2 separate regions of the Mus musculus genome follow, and region 1 is linked to region 2. The links are chromatin contacts, called in public Micro-C maps. All regions are on one chromosome and are shown on one strand. Each heading gives the region's core, a stretch centred on a gene start, on an enhancer-like site or on the middle of the called end of the contact. The rest is flanking DNA. Distances are from core to core; before and after follow the strand shown. Region 1 overlaps Ralgps1 (Ral GEF with PH domain and SH3 binding motif 1). Region 2 overlaps Garnl3 (GTPase activating RANGAP domain-like 3).

Region 1 (6,291 bases), core at 913-3,412, 320 kb before region 2:
AACTGGAAGCCAGTTCTCCCTGCCCTGCTCATGGGCCTCTCTAGTTCTCCTCTTTATCTAGTATCACTTGCTGACAAGCCGTGTATTTACTGAATGCCTTATTTGCTGTTTACTGAGGGGTTTCCGGCTTCTTGCTTGCTGCTTTGTCCCTGGAATCCAGGATAGTACCTGGTACAAATAGGACTTTGGGCAAACATTTGTTGGCTGGATGAGTGTGCTGATGTGAGCAGGCGCCTGAGCTGTGGGCATCTTTCATTGTCTGTAAGTCCTGATGTCTTGATTGTCTGATGCAGTGTAATGGGGCACAGAAGCGCATGTGTGGGTTGGAGTCTGTGGCTTCCTGGTGCAGGCCTGGTGGCCTGTCCTGATGGTCCCTGCCATGCTGAGTGCAGCCATGGCCTCGTGCTGTGCTTTCAGCTCTTGTGGGTCTTCATGTTTCCAGGCTTGAAGGTGCCGTGTCTGCCAGGAGTCCAGCCAGGGGACTTTCCACATCAGAGATGCTCAGTCATCACCTGCCACGTGATCCCACAAACCTTTTCCTGGCATTACTGGCTGCCTTTGGTCTTTCCATGTTCCCTTTCTATCCTGAAGTTAAGCTTGTTAACATTTAAATCTGCCAGGTGGGCCATGGATGGGTGACTCAGTAGCCAAAGATCTGCCTAGTATGTGGCAGAACCCAGGTTCCATCCCCAACACTACAGGAAGCTAGTCAGAGCACGCACACACCCATGCTGGCCGCTGGTTTCCTTGGCTTCCTGACATTATTGTGACCCTGAGGGAGAGCTGCTTTCTTCTAAGACTAAAAACACAAATCTGTTTTTCCTCAAATGTTTTAATTTGGGGGGGGGTCTGTTTAACTATTCCCTTTTGCTGAGCATTTATTCTTTTTGTTTGTTTGTTTTTGCTTTTTTGTTGTTGGTTTTTGAGAGAGGGTTTCTCAGGCGGTTCTAGAACTCACCCTGTAGACCAGGCTGGCCTTGAACTCAGAGAGATCCAGCTCTGCCTCTCAGATGCTTGTATAGAGGGGAGAATTGATGAATTTATGTTATTGTCTCAAAGGGAGTTAAAGCTTAAAAGGAAGATTTAAACGTATTTTTATTTTATGTGTACTGGTGTTTTGCCTGCATGAATGTGTGTACTGAGTGCATGCACTACTTGTGGAGGCCAGAAGAGGGCGACAGATCCTTCGGGACTGGAGTTGCAGATGGTTGGGGGCCACCACATGGGTGCTGGCAGGTGTGTGTGTGTGTGTGTGTGTGTGTGTGTGTGTGTGTGTGTGTGTGTGATGGGTCCACTGCAAGAGCAGTGAGTACTTTTAACCAAGGGGCCATCTTCAGCCCCTAGAACTCTTTAACAAAAACATTAAGTTTATTGATTCTGTGTGTGTTTGAGTGTGTATGTGTGTGGAGGTCAGAAGACAGTTTACAGAGGTCTTTACCATGTGGGTCCCAGGGACCAAACTCAGGTTGTCAGGCTTTGGTGGCGTGAGCCTTTGCCCCTGAGCCAAGCCCTTAAAACCTTTTAATGAGAGTTTATTGTTTTCTTCAGGTGACTTCTGCACATTTCTTTAAACTCCTTGCCCAGGTCTGCTCTGGTTTGAGCTGTTGTGTTTATTGCTGGATGCCGTTAGTGGAAAGGAACCGACTTTGAGGCTGGATGCCTGGCACCCAGAGTTCCTTCCCTCAAGCTAGTCCTGTTTGCTCATTCATGTCTTCCTTCCCCGGGTTTCAGGGCTGAAACCATTTCATTCATATTTTAAGTTTGTTTGTTTCTCCAGCAAAGTTTGGAGAGGAGAAAGCAAATATGGGGGTGCACTTCATGCAGTGGAGAGCAAACTCAGTTTATGGAGTGCTGTGAAAATGTCCCCTGTCCTCACACACTTGTGGACATTCACACCCCTCTCATCCCAACAGGGCCCTATAGCGTGTGGGATGGGGCTGCAAGAGCTTGGCGAGCTGGTTGAGCCCCTGCTTTAGCCTCTGTTCACAGGTGACAGACCCTGTGTGCCTCTGTCTGCCAGCTGCCCACTCGCCTCATCCTCTTGGCACAGTTCCTCTCCTCTTGGGGGCTGCCCAGCTACTTGTTACGAAGTTGGGGCCAAGGACAGTGCTTGTGGTGTTTGTTAATGAACGTGTGATTGCAGATCCACCACCTACCCCTACCCTCCTGGTTTCAAGAAGAGGAACTTGGTCTCAGGACTTGGAGGAGTGACTGAAGAGAACAAGAGCCTCATTGTGAACCAGGCCAGCACCAGGCATCCCAGCTCAGGGCTCTCTGGCTTTGTGTGTAGGATCGTGTACCCCTTTACTGTACACCTTGTCGTTTCTGAATCTTCATTGGCAAGGGTCACCGTGTGGAAGCAGGGACACAGTGGGGGACTGTTCAGGGGTCTTGGGTGGCTTGGGTTTTGGGAGGAGACTTGGCTACAGAGAAGCACAGAAGCATCTCTGCACCTGCCGGGCAGAGACTGTGACCCCTCTCCTTGAAGTAACATTGCTTGCTTAGTCCCAAGGCAGATGTTCTTTGAATCATTAAAATCAAGCATGTGATTGAGTGGAGAGGGGCCCAGAATACTAGACTCCTGATCTAGACACCCCACATCCTTAACAACGCAGAAGGGAATCTTCTTCCCAGACTTCTGAGCCATCTTCACAAAGATGGGTGTCTCACATCTCCTCACTTGCCTTTCCCAGAGCGCTCTCTAAAGCCCATTGGCCACAGCAGGTCTGACTCACTGTGGCCCTGCTGCAGGAGGGCCCATGCTTGTGACTTCTAAAATAGAGAGTACTGGAGGAGGGGCAGAAGCAGAGCAGGCTCAGGCTCCTCCCCATTGGTCTTCCACACAGCTTCTGTGCATGAGCCAGCAAAGAGTGGTGCTCCCAGTGCAGTGACCGTGACAGCACATCCCAGTTCACCCCTGGATGCGGCTCTTTCTCCCAACCTGTTTGGGATCCATTTTCATTCGTGCTTGCAACATTTGGAAGAAATCACACTCCTGTAATTGGGCAGGCTTGGTTGTATGCATTTTCTTTGAGACAGCCTCTACTGTCTTAGGAAAAAGTGATCATTCTGCTTTGCCCTTAGGGCCTGCTCATTGGCCTGCTCATCTCAGGCCGTCCTGTGCTTTCCTGAGCTGACAGTCTTGAGGAGCGCTTTGCCTGGGAAGAACCCAGGGCTGCATCTGGGCTTTTCCTTTCCCTCTCTGGGACTCCCCCCACCCCCAAAGAGCAGAGAAAGACGCGGGGTTGTTCTGTGGTTCTGATAACAGCTGCCACGCTCTTAAGGAATTACATCATGAGAACTGCTTTTACTCTTGCATTGTTTGGGTTTCCAGGAGGGTTGGCAGCAAGAGTGTGTTTGCCTGTGTATGCAGGAGACAGGGTGGGGAGGGCTGAGAGGTAGAGAGGTCGAGGGAGGGTGGGAAGAATGGGTTTTTGTGTGTACAGGCTGCTGTGCCCAGCCTAAGCAGCTGATACCACCTTCCCTATGGATACAGAGTTCAGATGTGAAAAGATGTGTCTGCACATAATAGTTGAATCCATCTCCCTCAGTCACTGTATTTACATCTGCAGAGTGGCGTCTTAGTATTGCTGTTGATGTGAAGAAGCATCAAGCCCATGGCAACTCTTAGAAGGAAAACATTTATTTGGGGCTGGCTTATAGTCCAGAGGTTTGGTCCATTATTGTCACGATGGGAAGCATGGTATCTGAAACCTCAAAGTCCACTGCCAGGGACACACCTCCTCCTAATAGTGCCACTCCCTATGAGCTAGGGGCCATCTTCATTCAGACTACCACAGAGGAGGTTTACAGAATGCATGCAAGTCCTGTCTCCAGAGTCCGGGACAAAGCCTCTGTGGCAGAGGCACTGAGGGCCAAGCTGTATTTGCTGTCCTTGGGTCTAGGGCTGGAATCCTGCACAGAGCAAGGGTTGGTGAACCCTTCACTTGTGATCGGACGAGGGGAGAGCAGAGGCAGGCACTGATGCTGTGGCCACACAGGCTCCTGTCCTGCTCGCTGGGCTTCCTCAGCACCTGTAAGATGGGAGGACACAGCTGAGGCAGTGAGAAGGAGCCTCTGCTGACTGTGCTCTGGGACCCAGTGCCCCATGCTGTGCTCGCACGCTTGAGGCCACCTCCCATCTCCTGACCCGGAAGACCCCTCCTCAGCTTCATACCAGCACTGTGGCTCTTCTTAGTGGCCCCATGTTGGCCCTTTTAATGCCCTACCTAGTTACACACTTCATCATGTGCAGGAAAACTGGACTGCCCCAGTCCTTCAGAATCCACGCATACATGCTGAGGACAAGGCTCAGAGATTGGTAGGACTTTCTGCTCTTCTCCTGGACCTGAGTTTAGTTCCCAGCCCTACAACTGCCTGTAACTCTAGCTCTAAGGGACTCAGTGCTATCTTCTAGCCTCTGAGAGTATATCAGCATATACACAGGATGCACATGCGTGTGCACACACACACACACACACACACACACACACACACACAAAATAAAATAGAAATGGAATTTGCTACCACTTGTTCACAACCTTGAATTAGAGGATTCCCAGTACCTCCAAGGAAAACCCCTAACCCCGCAAGCCCACCCGCACCCCTCCCCCACTGCTGCCTCTACTGCTCCATGCACTCCTCCCTGTAGCCTACGATGTCCTTCTGCTGTGTCCCAGCCTATCTGTCCACTGCTTCCCACCCAGTCCCAACCCAGGTACTCAGCAGCCTCAGGCCCTGTCCTGGATGGGAGAGTGTTGCTCCAACCGTTTTCTGCACATGGATAGATGAGAGCTGCTGTCCATCAGTGAGGCTATTTCTGTCATGTTGAGACATGCAGGAGGCAGACACAAACAAGCCTTTTGCCTTTCTAACGTCTGCCTTCCATGGAAAATATGATGGGCTACACAGGTAGACTGGGGCCAGGGGAAGGGGAAGACAGATGGGAGAATCCCATGCTTGGTTCCCTGGAGCCCGCTATGGGGAGCAACCTTCCCAGGAATGGAAGCCCACATTCTCACAAAGCACAGAGCACTGGCTAGTTGGTTGGTTTGTTTGTTTAATGTTTAAATTAATTGTTTGCCAGAGAGTGGTGGTGCACGCCTTTAATTCCAGTACTTGGTAGACAGGCAGACGAACCTCTAAGTTCAAGGGCAGCCAGGTCTACACAGAAAAACCCTGTCTTAAAAAACAAAACAGACAAACAAAAAAATAAAGCTAATTGTTTACATTGGAAAAGAGAATGGGAACTTGTGACTAGAAGCTTGTGAGGGAAGGACACAATGCTACAGTGAGTAATAACCCTGGCAGTGACATTACAGTAAGTAATAACAGCTGCCCTGCCCTGCATAAGTGCTTCACATGCCCTTCCCGTGCTGTGGTGGAAGCCTGTATCAGGCTCTGGCAGACTGTCCAGGATTTGACTCATGAGCCCTCAGTTTCCCAGAAATTCGAGTAGTTTCTACTGTCTGATGTGAGTGGTCTATACCTCCTGGGGCTCTTGTGGCAAAGATGTGCGTGATGCTTAGCCAGTGCTTCCCCCAGAATGGGTGCTGGTACTGGTGTGTAGAGAGCCCATCTGCAAAGGGGGCTGGAGAAGAAGGTGGGCCTGGCAGCATAATCCCCCACTTTAACATTGTGTATGTGTGTGTGTATGCACATGTGCTGTGGCATGCGTGTGGAGGTCAGAGGACAACTTGAAAAGAATCACTTGTCTGATTTTACAAAGTGGGTCCCAGGACTGAACTCTGGCCTGGAATAATTAGCACATGCCTCAGCCTGCTAAGCCATCTCCCTGGCCACGGCAGCATCCTTTGGAAGACTCAGGGAGCCACCAGGACAACCTGAGAGAGCTTCTGGTTTGGTCTGTACTCAGGATGGAGTCCGGGCCTGGTTGCCCCGAGGAGACACACAGTGCTTGGCACATGCAGATAGGAGCAACCTGTACCTCAGCCTTAAACTTGGAGCAGATTGGCTGGGCTGGTTTGAGGCAACCTAAGAGGCGTGGCCTTCAATTACTATGGCTGCCATCTTGAGCTGGTTTTCTTTTCATCTATTTTGGGGCCCCTATTCTGGAGCTCCTGTGCCCTTCGTGGGGTTCTGTCGAGGGGCCCTGTCTATTCTCTACCTGGGAGGGTTTTTTCTTGGTTCTGGGTCCCATCTCTTTCATAGTAACTAACATTCCCTTCTCAGTTTGTCATGTCACTCTGTCACTTCAAAGGGAATGGCCAGCAGGCCAGGTGAGGTCCTATCATGAAGCCCAGGGTGCCTCATACATTGCATTGCAGCTTA
Region 2 (6,322 bases), core at 16-2,515:
ATGGCTCTTTGTACCCCAGCAGCCATTAACTGCCTATAGCTCTTCAGGGAGGGGCAGGGCCTCAGGAGCCCCTCCCCATCCACAGTGGGATGTTGATGGGCCTAGGCCAGTACAGGTAGGCACTGGCTGTGAGTTTGCAGGTCAGAAGACAGTGTTTCCCAGCTCACTTCCGGCCTGCTGCCTCAGACCTCTGGGTGCTAGGGTTACAGGAGCATGCGACCACACCCACATTGACTTTCAGAATGCCTCCTCTTTCCTCAGGAAGTCTGTGAAGTGAGGCAAGCTTCCTATTATGAACTGGTAATGAACAATTGTGAAGGATAAGTAGTGACCCCTCTGGGAAGTGACGTCAACTATAAAATCTGTTGCCGCATGCCTGTAGTTCCAACACACTGAAGGCCTGGGCCTGTGTGTGTGTGTGTGTGTGTGTGTGTGTGTGTGTGTATCTGGGCATGCAGACTGACACCTGTAATTACAGCACCCGAGAGGCTGAGGCAGGAGTTCACTGTGAGAAATTATTCTAAGCCTGATACTACCTGCTAAGTTGAAGTATGCTGCGGCATGGTAACATTAACAATGTTACGCACATCGCCTAACCCTGCCCAGCTCACTGTCTGTAGATGCCCGTGGTGGGGCTGGCCCTCTCAACATTGCTCAGCCAGACAACCCCAGGGCATGTGTTCGTCCTATCTGCCAGACCTCAGTCACGGCCCACTTACCATGGTTACAGGCCAGGAGAGCCAATCTCAAGGCAGCGGCTCAGAAGGTTGGCCACAGTAAGGAAAGGACATCTAGTGGGCATTCTCAGAATGAAGTTGAGTCTCATTACTCCTGTTCCCAGAGACCCCGGGAAAAACACCGGGGGACAGACCACTGCGCATCAGGTGCCTGCCAATAAAACTGACTTGTCTCAAGTCAGACAACAGAGCTCACAAGGAGGTTTTTAAAAGTTGAAATGGCCAAATTTCTCCCACAAGGGTAGGGGTTATAATTAAGGTGAAGACACACCCTCCTTGGCTCCTCCTACTTACAGCATAATGTCCCCCATTTATTGGGCTGTGGCACTAATATTCCCCTTTTCCTGGTGACAGAAGGCTTCTCTGAGTGAAGCCCAGAAGACAAGGTAGCTAGATAGCTAGAGACACTTTAGGGTGCTCCCTATTAGACATTCTGCACACTGGCCTGAGCACATATGCAGGTGGTCGGTGTGACCTCATCCCGCAGAGTACAGGAGTGGCTGCACCCGAGTGTTGCTGCCTTCAGCCCCAGGCAGCAGCAGGGCTGGAGGTGAGATGTGAGAGCAGGCCAGAGGAGCACTATTGGGTGCGGCAGTTGTGCTCTTTGATTTATTTTTAAAGAGTTGTATTGAGATTGAAGCCCCATAGCATATCATTTGTCCTTTTTTCTTAAACGCTGGTGGAAGCCAGGTCTCCCACAAGTCCCGAAAGTGCTCTGCCACTGACCCACAGCCCGAGCCGCTCGTTGAGCTTCATCCCAAGCACAGGCGCCTCTGCTCAGCAGCTGCCAGCGGCTACACTGGCTCGGTCTGTTTTGTCTGCCAGAGGCAGGAGGAGAGGGAAAGTGTACAGCAGAAACATTTCCATTGTTTCCCCGTGTGGTGGAATAGATGAGTAGCCGGCGCCAGGAGCTGCTGCTCTGGTTCCCTGGCTGCTTGACTGTTTCATGGATTTCCTTATACACTCCCATGACAGCTGTGGAGGCTTCACCTAACCTTTTCCCAGTATAAGACCACACAGATGCTAACACTAGGCACAGGGCTCCCCTGTGTGTGTGTGTCCCTTGTAAAGGGGTGGAGTTTTGTCCCAACTTCAGAGCAGTAGGTACCTAGCCACAGGGAGGCCTGCTCAAGAACACTTCTGCAGGCAGGGTTCTCAGATCCAGCTCTCCAGTGTGAACATCAAGGGTATTGATGAGTTGCCTTGACTGTCCCCACAGATATTTTTGCCTTAGTGAGGTATGACCAGCAAAATGACAATTACAGGTAGGTAAAGACCTTGTCTCTCTTCTTGCTCTAATTCTAAAATTTGTGTCACCAGTCGGTATTGGCCCTCAAACGACCCTGATGTGCTTGCTTCTGGGGTTCATTAGGTGCAATCTCACCTTCTAGAATATTCTGTCTCTCTCTTCAGGGAAAGATTTTGCTCCATGTAGTATTGCTATGCACAGTAGGCCCAGGGTTCAGGGTTAGTTTGGTGTTTGTACTTTACAGGAGAAGTTGTCTGTCTGACCTTGGTCAGAGTGCCCCTTGCCTGCTGTCCTTCTGTTTCTCAGAATGAATTTATTAGAAGGGTCCTGTGAAAGTACTGTCAAGTTCCACCACTTAGGAGTAGAGAGGTCACACCTCAGCTCAGTCACTTACTGACTTTGAGGATTTGTGAAGCATGTCTGTCCCCGGGCACCTTGAGCCTAGTGTAGAGTAAGAACAGTCACCTCTGGCCTGCTCAGCAAGCCGTGAAATCCAGAGCACCCTGCCTGGTATGCAGCAGCCGTTCACTACTGGTTTTCAGTCTGTCCACAGGCTGGTGGGTTAGACCCTAAGGCACGGCTGCTTTCCTAGGAGAGAGCGCTCAGAGGTGACACAGGCTCCTCTGGAGTGAATCTTCCTCACGTATTACATAGGTCTCTGAACATATTGACTTGCAAAACTGTTACTGACCTTTGAAGAAGAGAGCTGACTAACTCTGGAATGTTCTCAACATAGGCTGAAAATATTTTCAGAAGAAAGTGTGCCACTTTTTGGCCCACCCTTGCCATCCCCTCCGGTGTTTACTGACCACCAGGAATTCAGGGACTTTTTGCTTGTGAAATGTAAGTTGTCATTTTGAAATGTGCTGTTGGTTGTTACAAGAATTTGTTCTCTATACTCTCCCAGGCCACTGCATAGGGAAGTGTTGTTAGACCATTCACATTCGATTCATCCATTACCCATGTTTAGTTTCTGGTAACATTGGGTAGGCTTTCTTCTGGGTTCTCATCTGCTCCTCACATCCTGCCCAAGGCTTTGCAACTTATCGCTTCACCACGCCGGTGCCACAGGCCTCTGGTCAGCCTGTGTGCCCTGGGGTTCTGATACCATCATTCTGAGTCTCCATCATTATATATGTGTGTCTTTGTGAAGGGGTAGGAAGCTATGGTTATGATTCACACTTAGGAACAGAGAGCTGCTGGGCTGTACGAGTGTGCAGGCAGATGGGTTGTGCATGGAGTGAAGAGAACCTTCCCACCCTGGGCCACAAGAGCTGGAGAGCCAGTGCGCATGCACCTCAGCTCACTGCTACCTCCCAGGGCCTGCCTCTGAGCTCTCCTGTCTGACAGACATGGGCCACACCCAGAGCGTGCCTGGGCCATCAGGACCTACTGATCAGCATCAAGTCACTTGGCTTCATCCACTGCAGACTCTTCATAGAAGTCTAGTCTGTCAGCCCTGGAGCTCTGGCAGTGCCACCCAGTCTGTGCCCTCTGCAGCCAGCTCCAGTCTCCTGCCAGACACAGCAGGGGCTGCAGCTGCTTTGCATCCACCTGCCCCTCATACCCACACACACACTGCCTAATTCTGTCACTGTTACCATGTAGTTTGAGAGAATTTGGGGAAGCTCCTGTCCTCTCATTGAATCCATCTTGGTTACCTGGCCCCAAGGTGGCATCAGTTGAGCCCAGAACGTCACAGAATCCCACATCAGTACACGCTACTCGGCTTCTAGTCTTCAATTGCCTTCAGAATTGGCCAAAACTAATGCTGCAGGCCAGGCAGGTGCTGGATGACATATTGTCCTTTCTTTGTATTCTCTTGTAAAGATTAACGTTATATGTGTATGCTTGAGTGTGTGTATGTGCTTGTGTATGTGGGTGCCCATGGAGGCCAGGAGAGAAGGCACTGGATTCTTCCCCTGGAAATGAGGTTATGAGCTGCCCAATGTGGGACTGAGGATAAAGCCCAGATCCTCTACTAGAGCAGGAAGTGGGGTGTTTTGTTGTTTTGTTTTGTTTTGTTGTTTTGTTTTGTTTTTTAGTCAAAGTCTCATTATGTAGCCCTGGCTAGCTTGAATTTACTATATAAACAAGGCTGGCCTTGAACTCATAGATCTGCCTGCTTCTGCCACTTTTGTGCTGGGATTAAATGCTTGGGCCACTAGCAGCAAGTGCTTCTGAGCCCCTGAGCCCTCTCTCCAGCCTCCGTATCTTATCTGCCCATCTCAGTGGCACTTGAAGGGATAAAATGTTACTTAATTCCGGTCACCAGATACATCCTACTCTCAGCCAAGATGGCTGACAGTGCTCGTCCCTCTGGGAGCCCCTGCAGAGGTCTCCACATGCTTTGCAACTTTCTCCTGGGGACGAAGCCATTAAGGCCGTGTAGCTGGGTGCCCCCCACATCATTAGCTCCCAGCTTTGGGCCACAGCAAGGTCTAGGGGGAAAGCTCTGCCCCCAGCACAAGAAGCAGCAGACTGCAAACCACTTGACAAAGGTGATGATTCTGTTCCTTTCTGCATTTTCAAAACATCCAGACCTAGAAATTTTCATGTGATTCAAGCCCAGGGCATCAAGTAGGAAGCAAGGAACAAACAGGGAGCAGTCGTTGCCTCCAAAGGAGTGAAGGAGCCAGGCCCAGTAGACAAGTGTTCTTGTCTATACCAAGTGATAGCACAGCTGGGACCCCAGGGCCTGTAGTGCTTTGACCCCAGAGTATTTAGAGGACAACATTGGGGACCCACTTGCAAGTGGAATCCATACATCAAGATGGAATAGCAAAAGCAGGCCTAGGAGTGGCACATCCTCAGCATCCTAGGGAGAAATGGAATTGGATTCAGTTGACCTGATGGTAAAGCTTTAAATATATCTTGGCTGGGAAGAATAACAGTGCTTTTATTCCTAGTAAGCTGAAGGATCTCTTGAGTTTGAAATCAGCCAGGCTACATTGTGAAATACTGACTTTAAAAATTATCTAGGAAGCTGGGCGTGGTGGTGCACGCCTTTAATCCCAGCACTCGAGAGGCAGAGGTAGGCGGATTTCTGAGTTTGAGGCCAGCCTGGTCTACAAAGTGAGTTCCAGGACAGCCAGGACCACACAAAGAAACCCTGCCCCTAAAAACCAATATATATATATATGTATGTGTGTGTGTGTGTAGGCTGCACAGGCAACAACACAATAGAAGCCCGAGACTAGAAGGCTGTTTGAATTCCACAGTGGGTTTAACAGAATAGAGGAAGCCAGCTAGGTTGAAAGATCCAAAATATCTCTAAATGGTTCAAAAAAAAAAAAAAAAACCCTCAGGTCTTTCCCTTCTGTCAAAATTAGTTACTTAAAATGTAGTTTTGGGGTCAGGCAAGTCAGAAGCAAGTGGAAATTTGTGAGAACCTGTCTAGAAAAGGAAAGGAAAGGAAAGGAAAGGAAAGGAAAGGAAAGGAAAGGAAAGGAAAGGAAAGGAAAGGAAAGGAAAGGAAGAAAGTTTTTTCTGAGATACAAATGGGGAAAATCTTTTTTTGTTTGTTTTTTTGTTTGTTTGTTTGTTTGTTTGTTTGTTTTTTCGAGACAGGGTTTCTCTGTGTAGCCCTGGCTGTCCTGGAACTCACTTTGTAGACCAGGCTGGCCTCGAACTCAGAAGTCCACCTGCCTCTGCCCTCTGCCTCCCAAGTGCTGGGATTAAGAGCATGTGCCACCACTGCCCAGCGAAAACCTTTAAGAAAGAAAAAGAAAACAACTTGGCACGCACACTTCAAAAACCCCTAAGAGACCCCGTGTAATATACAAGCCCAGCTTGGCCCCAGCACACAGAATGTATCTAGGGAATGCCTTGTTCCCAACAAGTTCTGCTTTTCAGTCTGTTAACAGACCTCACTGGCCCTCTGTATGAGACAACTAAGGTGACTACTTACCCAGTTCAATGTGCCTAGCACTGTACTGTGTGTGTGCATTATCTCACTTGAATAACAGCACCCCTCTGTAAAAATAAGATCGTACCCATTGTGTAGGGTAGAAACTGAAGCCCCAGAAAGGTAGAACAAAAATACTCAAAGACTCCACAGCTACAGGGAGTGGTGATGTACACCTTGAAACCCAGCATTTGGGAGGCAGAGGCAGGCAGGCAGGTCTCTGAATTTGAGGCCAGCCTGGTCTACAGAGTGAATTCTAGAACAGCCAGGACTACACAGAGAAACCCTGTCTCGAGGGAAATAAAAGATTAGATCTGTTCTCTGCTCTGGAAGCTTACTGTGCCACAAGAACAGGGAGGTAAACATGCCTACAGTCATATAAATCCGTACTTCAGAATTTAAACTGGAAGCACTCTCCCATGAAAGGAG

The links. A called contact is a pair of places that touch in the nucleus more often than the background predicts.
Region 1: a Micro-C map of muscle stem cells shows a contact between it and region 2, with 6 times the contacts expected there. The contact joins two enhancer-like sites. A contact is called at or near these places in 2 of 39 promoter capture datasets (embryonic stem cells and liver), 4 of 15 datasets of contacts at CTCF or cohesin (embryonic stem cells, large pre-B cells, pro-B cells and 1 more), 29 of 484 Hi-C or Micro-C datasets (B cells, the Ba/F3 cell line, CD8 T cells and 14 more), 2 of 115 datasets of contacts at active chromatin or transcription factors (embryonic stem cells and large pre-B cells) and 2 of 9 other capture datasets (embryonic stem cells and liver).

The regions. Positions count from the first base shown.
Region 1 is chr2:33,342,687-33,348,977 of GRCm38.p6, reverse strand. The region is part of intron 1 of Ralgps1 (Ral GEF with PH domain and SH3 binding motif 1); the gene reads left to right. Among named protein-coding and RNA genes, the nearest start is that of Ralgps1, 26 kb to the left of the region's middle. Within about 2 kb of position 2,162, at least 79 of the 459 cell types and tissues checked have an H3K27ac peak or open chromatin away from gene starts, as enhancers often do. A contact at or near this core is called in muscle stem cells and myocytes, where this site is marked.
Region 2 is chr2:33,019,169-33,025,490 of GRCm38.p6, reverse strand. It overlaps Garnl3 (GTPase activating RANGAP domain-like 3), which reads left to right. Exons shown (of 30, transcript NM_001355200.1): 14 at 1,957-2,002; 15 at 2,723-2,829. Among named protein-coding and RNA genes, the nearest start is that of Slc2a8, 40 kb to the right of the region's middle. Within about 2 kb of position 1,265, at least 47 of the 459 cell types and tissues checked have an H3K27ac peak or open chromatin away from gene starts, as enhancers often do. A contact at or near this core is called in muscle stem cells and myocytes, where this site is marked.